Linked DNA regions of Mus musculus: region 1 is linked to region 2. The links are chromatin contacts, called in public HiChIP or PLAC-seq maps. All regions are on one chromosome and are shown on one strand. Each heading gives the region's core, a stretch centred on a gene start, on an enhancer-like site or on the middle of the called end of the contact. The rest is flanking DNA. Distances are from core to core; before and after follow the strand shown. Region 1 overlaps Neurl1b (neuralized E3 ubiquitin protein ligase 1B). Region 2 holds the start of Luc7l (Luc7-like).

Evidence for each region. HiChIP or PLAC-seq counts read pairs in DNA pulled down with a chosen protein or histone mark.
Region 1: an H3K4me3 HiChIP or PLAC-seq map of bone marrow-derived macrophages shows a contact between it and region 2, with 2.1 times the contacts expected there. The contact joins the enhancer-like site here to the promoter of Luc7l in region 2. A contact is called at or near these places in 11 of 39 promoter capture datasets (the 3T3-L1 cell line, the HPC-7 cell line, the SN4741 cell line and 7 more), 4 of 484 Hi-C or Micro-C datasets (bone marrow-derived DN2 thymocytes, cerebral cortex, conventional dendritic cells and 1 more), 17 of 115 datasets of contacts at active chromatin or transcription factors (the SCID.adh cell line, T-cell acute lymphoblastic leukemia, bone marrow-derived macrophages and 11 more) and 1 of 9 other capture datasets (liver).

Annotation. Positions count from the first base shown.
Region 1 is chr17:26,437,617-26,443,428 of GRCm38.p6, reverse strand. Neurl1b (neuralized E3 ubiquitin protein ligase 1B) reads right to left here. Exons shown (of 5, transcript NM_001081656.3): 3 at 4,070-4,762; 4 at 2,226-2,351; 5 at 1-1,878. The coding sequence ends at 1,634. Among named protein-coding and RNA genes, the nearest start is that of Neurl1b, 26 kb to the right of the region's middle. Within about 2 kb of position 4,193, at least 35 of the 459 cell types and tissues checked have an H3K27ac peak or open chromatin away from gene starts, as enhancers often do. A contact at or near this core is called in bone marrow-derived macrophages, forebrain and ganglionic eminence, where this site is marked.
Region 2 is chr17:26,248,635-26,254,721 of GRCm38.p6, reverse strand. Luc7l (Luc7-like) reads right to left here and starts at 1,812. Exons shown (of 10, transcript NM_028190.3): 1 at 1,631-1,812. The coding sequence starts at 1,691.

The sequences.
Region 1 (5,812 bases), core at 2,944-5,443, 190 kb before region 2:
CGTGACATCCCTAAGGGAAAGCGAGCTCTCAGAGGTTCTTGCTGGGAGAGGAAGGCGGAGCTGTGAACAGGTCAGATCCTGACTCTTTCAGAGCAGCAGTGGAGGCCCAAGGCCTCCAGCCACCAGGGGCACTGAGAGGGGCTTGGGCTGCTCTCAAGTGTTCCATGGCTCCTTGTCAAAATCTGTTCCATGAACCTCACTTCCTAAATGTTTCTCTTGCCCTCTTTTTCCCTCCCTCACAGCAAGAGAGGGCCAGGTTAGGCACTGTGAGGAAACAGTTGCTCCTGGCAAGGTGTCTCAAGCTTTCTCTCAAAACAACAACAACAACAACAACAACAACAACAACAACAACAGAGCGGGTCTCACCAATGCCCTGGCACCAGGCTTCCAAGTAGGAGCAAAGAAGAGGGAGGGTCAAGGAACTTCACTAAAGGTACAGCTCAGGGTAGGTGGATGCACATCCGGTACAACCCGTGGCTCTTTAGAAGGGAGGGGTGGCACACACGGCCAGAGCATCCGCAATGGCAAAGTCTGGAAGCCTACAGACATAAGTGACCCAGTGAGAGGGTGACAGGGCCAGGGGCCTGGGAAATGGCAGCAAACAGGCCCAGGAGTGGGGAGCATTTTCAGTCAGTTCCTCACGAGTAGCTAACTGATGTACTTAACACCATAATAATCAACAGGAAAATGAGAGTCAGGACAAGGACGAGGTAGGGGTCTGGGTCTTCTAGCTTCTGCCAGCTGCTCACTGGGACATGCCCTAAGCTCTTAATTCTACCTTGGGAGACACGGAGTTGTCCTAGAGAACAGCAAGGACGTCATAAAACGCCACAGCAAGTAGGGACAAGGCTGAGGTGTTTACTGTTCTAGTGGCTGGGGATAAAGGACTCTAGTTGCTACAGCTGGGGCACCTGTCCTCAGCTGCCTTGGGAAGGCTACTCCTAGGCTGAGTGAGACGCGAAAGCCACCTGTTCTCCGATGTTCTCCGCCTACCTTCTCCCCTCAGCAGGAGCTGCTGTCTGGAGCTGTAAACAGTGAGTTATTTTTGCTCTCCCTTAGAAAATCTGAGCGCCATTGAGGGAGCTCTGTGTAGGTTCAGGCCTCCTGTGTTCAAAGCTAGCTCACTGCAGAAAAACCTAAATCCCCAGAAAGTGGACAACCACACTAACAGTTGGGCCCAGATTGCACATTCCGTAGTGTTAAATACCCTCCAGGAGATGGATCCCTACATAAAACATTCACACATTCTCTCTCACCCATTCTCCGTGCTGTCTCCCCACCCCCCCACCCAGACACACACACTCAACCCAACCCCAAAGAAGCATTGCACAGACAGAGGGTACCCTTTCCCAGCTGAAGGTCACCAAGAGGCAGGTGATCTGCCAGGCAGTTCCTGAGCTGAATCCTGGGACAGGCTTTTGGGGGTGATGTGTGTTTGAGCCAGAAGCAACAAGTGCTTGCCTGGGCTCTGGCCCCCAGGGCCTCATCTCCATACCTGTCCTGCCTTGCTCATCACTGCGGAGTGGCAGACGAGAGATGGCTCCTGACCCCAGGCTCCCTGATAGCCATGGTGTCGCCCACCTAGCAGGGGCTTCAGAAAGGTGACCTTGCCTTGGCCGAGCCAGTTGCACAGCTACGGCCTGTAGATCTTGATAACATCCTTGATGGGCCGCCGGCAGATGGGACAGCAGGCCCGTGCCTGCCTTCGGAGCCGCAGGCCGCAGCCATGACACAGGCACATGTGTCCACACGTGTAGATGACCGTGTCCACCTCGCTGTCGAAGCACACTGTGCACTCTCCATTCCTGCTGCCGGTCGGCTCGGGTGCGGAGAAGGCTGGGGACACCGGGGGACTCAGAGGGGAGCTGGGGGCTGTCACTGCCAGAAGGGAGATAGGATTTCATTAATGGCGTGGCTCTCAGAAGGACTCTGAATGTAGTATTCCCTTGGTGGCAATGGGCACAGTCCCATCTTTGTCTACATTTTGAATTTTACCCGTTTTTGATAGTGCTGTCTCACAAAGCACAAAGGTAAACTGCCTTCATCAGCAGCCTTTGGGCTTCTGATTCTCTGTATTTATTCACCCACTGAGCACAGCAGAGAGGAGCAGATGCAATGGCAAACACCGCTGGCCTCCTCGGCCAGCAAAGGCCAAGGCCACGGGCACAGCCAGAGCACCCATGTCATGAGGAAGTCCTGCCCCTCCGAGTTCTGTGTTTCCTTACCCAGAGACGATTCTGATGCTGAGGACGACTGGTTGACGCCGAAGGTCATGTCTGAATCGCTGTCATCCTGGGAGCCACTGAAGGACCCTGATGGCGTCATGGTCTCAGAACTGGACTGTAGGGTACCTGGGAGTCAAACAGGTGTGACTCTATTAGGGTGTGAGAGAGAGGCACAGGCTCTAGTGATGGATGAGGTGACTGTCCGGGGTTCTGTGGATGTCTGTGCTTTGCCTCCTACTTAGGTGCCTTCACAGTGGTATGGCGATAGCTCTATTGTAATATATAACATAATATATTGTGTATGATTCATATACTATATTATATATGCGTACTTTAGCTGTTATAGCTCCTATTTCAAAAACAGCCTTGGGATGCTGGGCCAAACCCAAAGAGCTTTCCATTCTTTAATCCCACTGTGATTCGAGGAAGGGCATATAACCCAAGCTACCATGCTGCTGCCATTAGAACTATTGATAAGGAAAGGCTCATGCCACCGAGGGTAGGCTGCCAAGGGAGAAGCCTCTCTGAGGCAAGGCCTGAGTGTGGAGCCAGCAGAGGCTCATCCTGAGGGTGCACACTCATCATACAGACCTCACTTTCCTGAGTCCGTCAAGAGACTCCCAGATTTCTGAGCTACTCTACACGTTTTACTTGGGGCACTAGAGTGGGGTTTTGTCACAGCTACAGGATTCCAGACTCTGAGCATCTCTCCCTGCCCAAGCTCAGTGCTAACTCGGAAAATATGTCCTTTCTTAGGAAGACGAGAGCTGCTTCTTTTACTCCGTTTGAAGGAAGGACAGCTATCATAGTAGCAACTTGGAAGACTTGTCTCAGGCCGAAATCTTAAATTAGGTGGTTCAACAGCAACACTAACTGTAAAAACCTCAAAATATCCTAGCCGAACCCCACAGACACCTGCTTCTCCTTCAGACACCCAGGCTGTGGTGTCACGGCACGCTGTGTCAGACACCTGTTGAAGCCATTCCATCCCATGGCAACCTCACTCTCTTTCACCCAGGGCACTGACCCCCAGGAGAGTGAGATCTGCCCAGCTCTTCAGGGCTGTGTGACTCTTGGATGGTAATCTGCCTTTCTGTTGTCATGTGGATTCACAGGCCATTAGGAGCATCAAGGCCAACACGGTGGCATGGTGACTCTTTCTGCTATAAGCTGGACTGTGAGCATGGCGCTATGCTCTCTGGGAAGACTTCCCTGACCACTGCACTCAGTCCCCCACACTTGCCTCTGCTGTAGTGGCAAATGTCACACCGTGTCGCTGTCCCTATCAGCTTGTCACATGAAGCAAGTGGGTATCCTGTCCTCTGCTGGCCTGGCCCACAGCTTCTGTCCTTTGTCTATGTTTGCTAAGAGCAAAGACAAAGCCGGGCGGTGGTGGCGCAGGCCTTTAATCCTAGCACTTGGGAGGCACAGGCAGGCGGATTTCTGAGTTCGAGGCCAGCCTGGTCTACAAAGTGAGTTCCAGGACAACCAGTGGGGCTATACAGAGAAACCCTGTCTCAAAAAACCAGAAAAACAAAAAGAAAAACAAAACAAAAACAAAGACAAGAATTGTCTCCAAAGGATCAAGCCTTCCTTCCACTCTCTGCACTAGCAATGCTTCTCTTGCATATGCCAGTGAATTTCCCTCGTCTTTTACAGTAATTTTGTTATTTTTTAATGTTATTTATTTTATGTATTTTTAAAAAAAAATCCTAGTGAGATAAAGGAAATAAAAATAAGTAAGTAAATAAATAATAAAGGAAATAAAACCATCTTCCAGCCAAGCCCTGACAGCAGCTGTCTTCTACAGGGAGCTCTTATTGGGGACCCCGGTGCACACTCACCCAGGAGACGCAGCTGGCCCGCCACACCGCCGCGTACCGCGAAGAAGGCCCAGAGCGCCTGTGAGGTGTCCACGCACAGCAGGCGTCCCCGCGGGCGCCCGTTCACCGCCAGCAGGACGTCGCCGCCGGGTCGCAGCGTGAAGCTGAGCGCGTCGCCTCCGCTGGGCACGGGCCCGGCGCGAGCCACCACCCAGTATTCCTTGCGGTCCAGCAGCGCAGCGGGATCGGCGGGCAGCTCGGATGGCCGCAGCGCGCCAGGATCGCAGGACGTGATGCCGAAGGCCACAGCCGCGGGTGCCGCCAGCCCCGGGCGCCCCACTTCCACGCACAGGCTCTCCCCTGGCCGCAGCGGCCGCTCGGAGAACACGAGCGTGCGGCCGCCGTCGGGGCGGGGCGCGCAGGCTAGCCTGCGGTCGGCGGACAAGCTCACGTCGGGTCCGCGCGTGGCGTGGAAGCGCAGCTCGGCGTCCAGCAGCGCGGGCGATGAGGCGGGCCTCGGGCGTTCGCGGGCCACGCACGGGACCGCGGCGTCGGGACGGCCGAGAGCCAGGTGACCCAGCTTGGCCACCACCTGGTTGTTCTCCAGCTCGTTGTTGTCGAAGTTGGCAGCGTCGTGGCTGCCAGGAGGGGGGCAGGCGCTGAGGCGAGCCTGACCCAGGCGCAGGGGGGTCAGCGTGTCAGCGAAGGTGCTTTCTATGGGACAGAAGAGAGGTATCAAGAGGCAATTGGCACCCAGGACCTCAAGCCTCAGACCTTGTCCCTTAAGCCTTAAGGGCCCTGGACTCCAGTTGCCCCTGACCTGCAACCTCAGATCCTGCACATTACCCAGATCCACCGACCTCCAACCTCAGGTCTAAAATCCTACACTCCTGATTCCCTCTACCTCTAACTTCACAGTCCGTAACTCCCAAACCTCAAAACCTGGAGCTTACATTGCCAACCCCTGCAACCTCAGACATGAGACTCTAGACTCCGGCTCCTCTAGATCTCGTATCTCAAACTTCAGGCCCTACTCAGATCACAGACGGGTCAGGCAGAACCCCATTGCCCTAAATGTAAGGCCCTGGCCCCCAGATCTGCCTGACTTCTGATCCCTAGCTCCCCTGGATCTCACCCACGCTCTTCCTGACCTCAGACTTCCATCCAGGTTACCCTGGCTTTATAGCTGCAGGTGGCTGGACTGGCTTGTGTTCCCTGAGCCTCCAGTCCTTGCTGTACCCAACCTCCCACTGCTTTGGAAGGTTCTTCTTTCCCTTCCATCTCCACCCTGCTTCCTCTTTCCTCCCACCCCGCCCGGCCCGTTCTTGAACTTGTGATGTCTGTCTTAGTGTTCCAAGTTCTGGAGTTCATGTACCATGCCCGACTTCTTGCTTCTTCCTTTGTCCTTTTCTCTCTCTCCCTCCAGAGGTTTTCATACATTTGCACAGCTGGGCATTGAAAGTTCCTTTATTGTTTCCCTACTTAAAGCAAAACATCAACCTAAAGAGCAAATCTGACACTGGGGCCCTAGCCTGTGGCAGGCTAACCTGAGCTCTCGGATCTCATTGACTACAGCAACCGACAGGCATGAACGATCACTACGGCCATTTAGCATGGGAACGGAGGCACAGAACCACGCTGTCTTGTCTAGATTCAGGGTTCTTTACCACAATGCCACCAGGAACAGAAAGGACAGGGCACATGACAGAATGGAGACAGTAGAGAAAAGAGGAAGCGAGGATGCCAGTGTATTGAGTGGGAGGT
Region 2 (6,087 bases), core at 563-3,062:
AAGACTGGGTGTAATGAGTGCCATGAATCCACTGCGGATCATTACAGCTGCCAATCTCCACCAACCAAAGCTATTCAATAATCTGATTTTCTTGTTAGAATCAAATTAATAGGCAGTATTTTATGAAAAAAAACTACAAGAGGAAGAACGGTTTCAAGCTCTATCACTGACTTAAATATCTCTAGACCTTTTCTTCTTCTTCTTCCCCTTTCATCCCCACCCTCAAAAAGGAAAGTTGGCACCTGGGAGTCACTTTTAACAAGACAATACCAAAGAAAGCAAAAAGGAATCAGGTTAGTCAATACACACTGTGAACTCCAACACATACTGTACCCATCTGCAATCTTCAAGAACTCAGCTGCAGAATTTTATGCCCGCTGTTGAAAAGTTTTAAAGGAAAAGTTTTCTTGCCCACACCTGCAGTAAGGAAGTCGGGGAATGATACATAAAAGTAAAGGCAAAGTGGTATGTGACAAATTCTAAGGCTATCTGTGTACAGGACACAGTGCTGTGTAATAGTCAGGGAGAATATACTTCAGGATTGGCAAGCATCCAGGATTAATGTCGTGTCTTTTTACTGAAAATGTTTTCTTTCTAAACTACACTTTTAAAGTTACTTGTGGGAAAAAAGCAAACACTTTTTTGTTATAACAGCTTAGAAATTGGTTGTGACTCACGGCTCGATGAACATGAGGCTTTTCTGCAACTCCCTTGCAGATTGATGTAGGCAGGCAAAGATACACTGAACCTTTATAAATAAAATAGAGGGGCCACAATTGTTCAGTTTGTATGAAATAAAAATATGGGAAGCAATTCAAAAGCAACTCAACATACAAAGAAAGCTAAAAGCACGTATTGACCTATGAAATGGTGCAAAGAATCTGCACAGCCCTGTGAAATGTGCCAGTGTGAAATTACAACTTTATTACTTTAGTAAAAATGAAAACACAAACCACAGCAGGGATCTAGCTTTGCTAGGATGCAACTGCTTTTTCCTGAGACACCACCATGATCTTGCACGCCTCCTTACTGAACCAACTACCTAATGAATGCCGAGAGGTGACTAAACCGAGGCTAATCTGTGAGGCAGGGGAATGAAGGGAGGGAAGACTAGAAAAGTACGCGGAGGGAACCCACGTTAGAAATGCTCATTTGCGGCTCCCCGTGTAACCGTATGGAGCAAGAACGCCCGGGTTTTCGAAACCCGTCCAGCTCCTTCGGGGATCGCCTCTCCTCCGAAGAGTATCAGAGAAATTCCGCCACCCGGCAGCCAGCACCCCGGAGCCCGCGCTGGTTCCAGCCCTTCGCCGACGCTCCAGTTTGCCCGGCGGCGCCGAGCCGCCGTGCCGACCAAGAGGAACTCGCATGACGGAAAACGAGAAGGGGACAGAGCCCCACCGTCGGATCGGACTCTCAGGAAGGAGGCAGCCCGGACCAGTAGAACGCGGCGGCTGCGAGAGACTCGCAGGCCAAGCAGATCAGACAAAGGCCCCGAGCCTGGGGTCAGCAAGCAGGGGAGAAAAATGGCGCCCCGCGCAGACGCACGCTGTCACGGCCCTCACCTCAGGCTTCCAGGCGGCCTCGCCTTGCTCCCACCCCGCCCAGAGCCTGGGCCACCGCTCAGACTCACCGTCCCGAGCCGTGCCCATGAGCTGGTCCAACAGGGCCCGCATCTGCGCCTGGGCGGACATGGTGGCCAGTGGGGACGGCCGAGAAGCTCCGCACAACTCGACCAGAGAAGCCGCAAACAGCGACGAGGAAAGACGCTCCTATCAGCCTGAAGCCCGCACGGCGCTTTCCGGCCGCGGGGAATGCTGGGAGGAAGTTCTTTGGCGTTGATGCAAGGCCTGTCGGGAAGTGTACAGGAGTCGCTGAGTGGAACGGTCGCAAATCGTTCTAAAGACTAGATCAACTAAGCTTGATTTTGGCCGGTCGTGGTATGCCTGTAATCCCCAGGATCAGGCTTGAGTAGTTCAAGGCCAGCGTCCTGGGTGTCAGGCTACCCTGTGGAAGCGTGGTCTTTGTGAGACTAAGATCCTACCTCCTGTTTTTTTTTTTTAAAAAAAAAAAAAAAAAGGGCTGGAGAGACGGCTCAGCGGTTAAAGGCACAAACTGCTCTTCCAGAGGTCCTGAGTTCAGTTCCCACCACCATCTGTAATGGGGTCTGATAACCACTTCAGCTGTGTCTGAAGATAGCTACAGTGTACTCATATAAATAAAATAAATAGATCTTTATTTTAAAAAAAGACTAGATTAAAAACTCCACCACTAATTTTTATCCTGGTTCCTGAAACATCAAATTCTCTGCTCTAATGAGACTTTAGTCAAACAAATAAATTAAACTTGAGGCAAAGGCCTTTAATCCCAGCGCTGGGGAAGGCAGAGGCAGGCACATCTCTGAGTTAGAGACTAGCCTGATGGTACAGAGCAAGCTGCAGGATTGCCAGAGTTACACAGGGAAAAGCTGTCTCAAAAAACAAAACAAGGGGGCTGGCGAGATGGCTCAGTGGTTAAGAGCGCCTACTGCTCTTCCAAAGGTCCAGATTAACGAAATCTGATGCCCTCTTCTGGAGTGTCTGAAGACAGCTACAGGGTACTTACATATAATAATAAATCTTTAAAAAAAAAAAAACCTAATGATAAGTGAATTTCTAGGTTATATCTCAGTTCTTTTTGTTTGTGTAATATAGTCTCATGTTGTCCATGCTGACCTTGAACTTATTATGAAACCAAAGATGACTTGCATTCCTGACCCTCCCACTTTCCCTTCCTTACCAAGTGCTGCAATTACAAAAATGTGCAAATGTGCTTGCCTCCATTTCTTCTGTTGGAGACAGAGTCATACACACACACACACAGAGGCCAGGTTGGACTTGAACTTGCTATCCCTCTGCTGCTCAGCCTCCAGACCATTGAGATTATCAGCACATGCCATTACACTTGGTCCATTTCTTCATTTACTCTCTATAAAACTATATTGCTTATTTCAGTGAAAGTTGAAATGCTAAGTCATATTAATTACATGCTTATTTATTTATTTATTTTGTTACTCCCCCCCCACCCGCGCTCGACTTCTTCCTCTTGCTCCAGCCCCTAGGTTCTTTATTATTTGTTTTCATTGTGGATGATTGTGAGCCACCATGTGGTTGCTGGGATTTAAACTCATGACCTCCAGAAGATCAGTCAGTGCTCTTAACTGCTGAGCCATCTCACCAGCGCAATTATGTGCTTTCTAAAATGGATAGGTGTTAATGTATAATTTTTTACCCACAGCACATGAATTTAGGAGAATGTACCAAAATCCACGACTTGGACCTTTGAGCAGATTATGAAATTCCAAGTAAAGAAAGAGACCTGTTTTTTGAATTAGATGTAAAAAATATTTTGGATGTTGATTTATCAGTGCTGCAAAGTACTAATTGCTATTGAGAGTAATGTTACATTTGTAAGTTATAAAGCAAAATAATTAAATATGCACTCTTTTACATATATATGAAACTGGGGCTGGAATGATGGGTCAGAGGTTAAGAGCACTAACGTCTCTTCTGTGGGTCAGCACTGCTGAGTTCAAATTCCAGCAACCACATGGTGGCTCACAATCATTCGTTATGAGATCTGACGCCCTCTTCTGGTGTGTCTGAAGACAGCTACAGTGTACTTACATATAACAATAAATAAATCTTTAGAAAAAAAGAAAAAAACAACTTTAAAAAATAAAACTGGGCAGGGGTGATTCGTGTCTGGAAGCTGGGGAAGTAGGTGTTGGATCTATAAAGTTCAGGCTAAGGGATTTCTTTTGCTACTAGGAGGAAAAGACCACTCTAAAATGGTAGACTTTCATGACAAAGCTACTTACTCTATATAAATTGTATAAATGTCCACCCTGAGACAGACAGTTTTGATGATCTAGCCCATGTGTTTGTTAAATCGTTCTCCGTTCTCTCGGATGCTTATGTGCTCTCCGTGGGGGTTGGCGTTTGTACTCCACACAGAACCTAATAGTACAATATTTGTTTTATATCACAATTCCCTTTGAACCAGAGTTAGAAATGTTTGGGAGCCGTCATGTAGGAGCTGGGAACCAAACCAAACCAAACCAAGAACAGTAAGGCTCTAACGCGCCAATTTCTCTCATCTACAATTCCCTTTCTACAGATTTCTCCTGGCCCTGCCCACTTACTATTTCCAGCTGACACACATGGCTTTGTTCTGATGTTGATGTCTGTTTTCTCCTCCTTGCCTCCCGGTACACTTTTTTCTACACTGGCCTGGTTGTGCTCTGGTCCATCAATACGGATGTCTCAGTCTGATCTTAAATTAGAAGGAAGAGGTGATTGTTGTTTTAAACTCTCAAATGCTTGATTTTGCCAATGAAGGCTCAGGAGTCTGATGTCCAGGTGAAAGGCTGCTAGGTCATGGAGGCAGAGAAAGCACCAAGCTGACCTTCCCTCACAGTCAATGCCCCAGAAGCAATGCCCCCACCTCCTTCTCAAACCACACTCCCTTCCACTTCCTGTGCATGCATGTTTCTCTATCTGTCCTCCTAATTCCCTTTTAGTTTCCGTGGTTATTTCTTTTTTGTTTGTTTGTTTTGTTTTCTTCTGAGACAAGGTTTCTCTGTGTAGCCCTGGCTGCCCTGGAACTCACTTTGTAGACCAGGCTGGCCTCGAACTCAGAAATCCACCTGCCTCTGCCTCCCAACTGCTGGGATTTTGCCCCTTCTCTTGACCTATGGTTGACTTTATTTAACCCTGTTTAAGAAAAAACTGGAGAGCCGGGCGTGGTGGCGCACGCCTTTAATCCCAGCACTTGGGAGGCAGAGGCAGGCGGATTTCTGAGTTCGAGGCTAGCCTGGTCTACAAAGTGAGTTCCAGGACAGCCAGGGCTATACAGAGAAACCCTGTCTCGAAAAACCAAAAAAAAAAAAAAACTGAAAGCTCTTGTATGAAAGGTGTATGCTAAGCCACGCTACAACTAAAACCAGGTTTTTCCAGTAAATTACAGAATCTTGGGGTTCACAGCATGATCAAAGGGTAGTGATGGTGTGGTTCAGCCCTTAAACACACACTTTAGACACAGATGAAGACAGAAGAAGCCAGAGAATGAGAAGGAGTCAGAAGATTAGGACATATTGCCAAAGTTAGTATAAGAGCAAGCAGAACAATTGACCAAGCACAGCAATTCAGGAGAAGCCAAGAGAAGCCAGGCTGAATTAGCCCAGAGAGGCATCTAAGCCAGAACAGCTGAGCTGAACCAGCCACCCAGAGCTCAGAAAGAACTAGGAAGTGATGAATGTATTCAGTCTCAGAGGCTGAAGACATCCTAGGCCAAAATTAGGTTGTATGGAGGCTAGAAGCTTCCAGGACTAGGCCTAGGTTAGCAGATGGAAGCAGTTAGCCTTGGAGACAACAATTCCATCAGGAGAATATAACATACAAAAGTATATATATACACAAGATGATGTGAATTGAAGTTTCCAGGAAAAGCCCACACTTGGGCCAAAGATTCTACATGGCCAATTAACTGTTTATAACCGTATGAATGGGGAAAAGTAGGGACTGGGGATGTGGCTCAGTTAATAGTGCTTGCCTAGTGTTCTGTAGAGGCAGTAGGATCAAAATCTCAGATTCATCCTCAGCTACGTAGCGAGTTCAAGGCCAGCCAGCATCACATGACTCTTTGTCTAAAAGAAAAGGAAGGGAAGAAAGGAGGTAAAAGGAAAAAAGAACTTCCCAAATATGGAATGTTAGAATGTTGCTGATCTAGAACCAAATTATCGTGAAGTTTCTTTAGTCCTTTTAGTACCATTTATTGTCTACCTATAGTCTGACCTATAGGTGGTTCTCTGTGACTGAAGCCAGCCTGGCTCACAAAGGGAGTTACAGGCTAGCTAGGGCCACAAGCCAACCAGGGCTACATAGTGAACCCTCTGTGTGTGTGTGTGTGTGTGTGTGTGTGTGTGTGTGTGTGTGAATTATGGCTCCCCCCCCAACTATAATTGCTTCATGTCTTAGTCAGGGTTTCTATTCCTGCACAAACATCATGACCAAGAAGCAAATGGGGGAGGAAAGGGTTTATTCAGCTTAC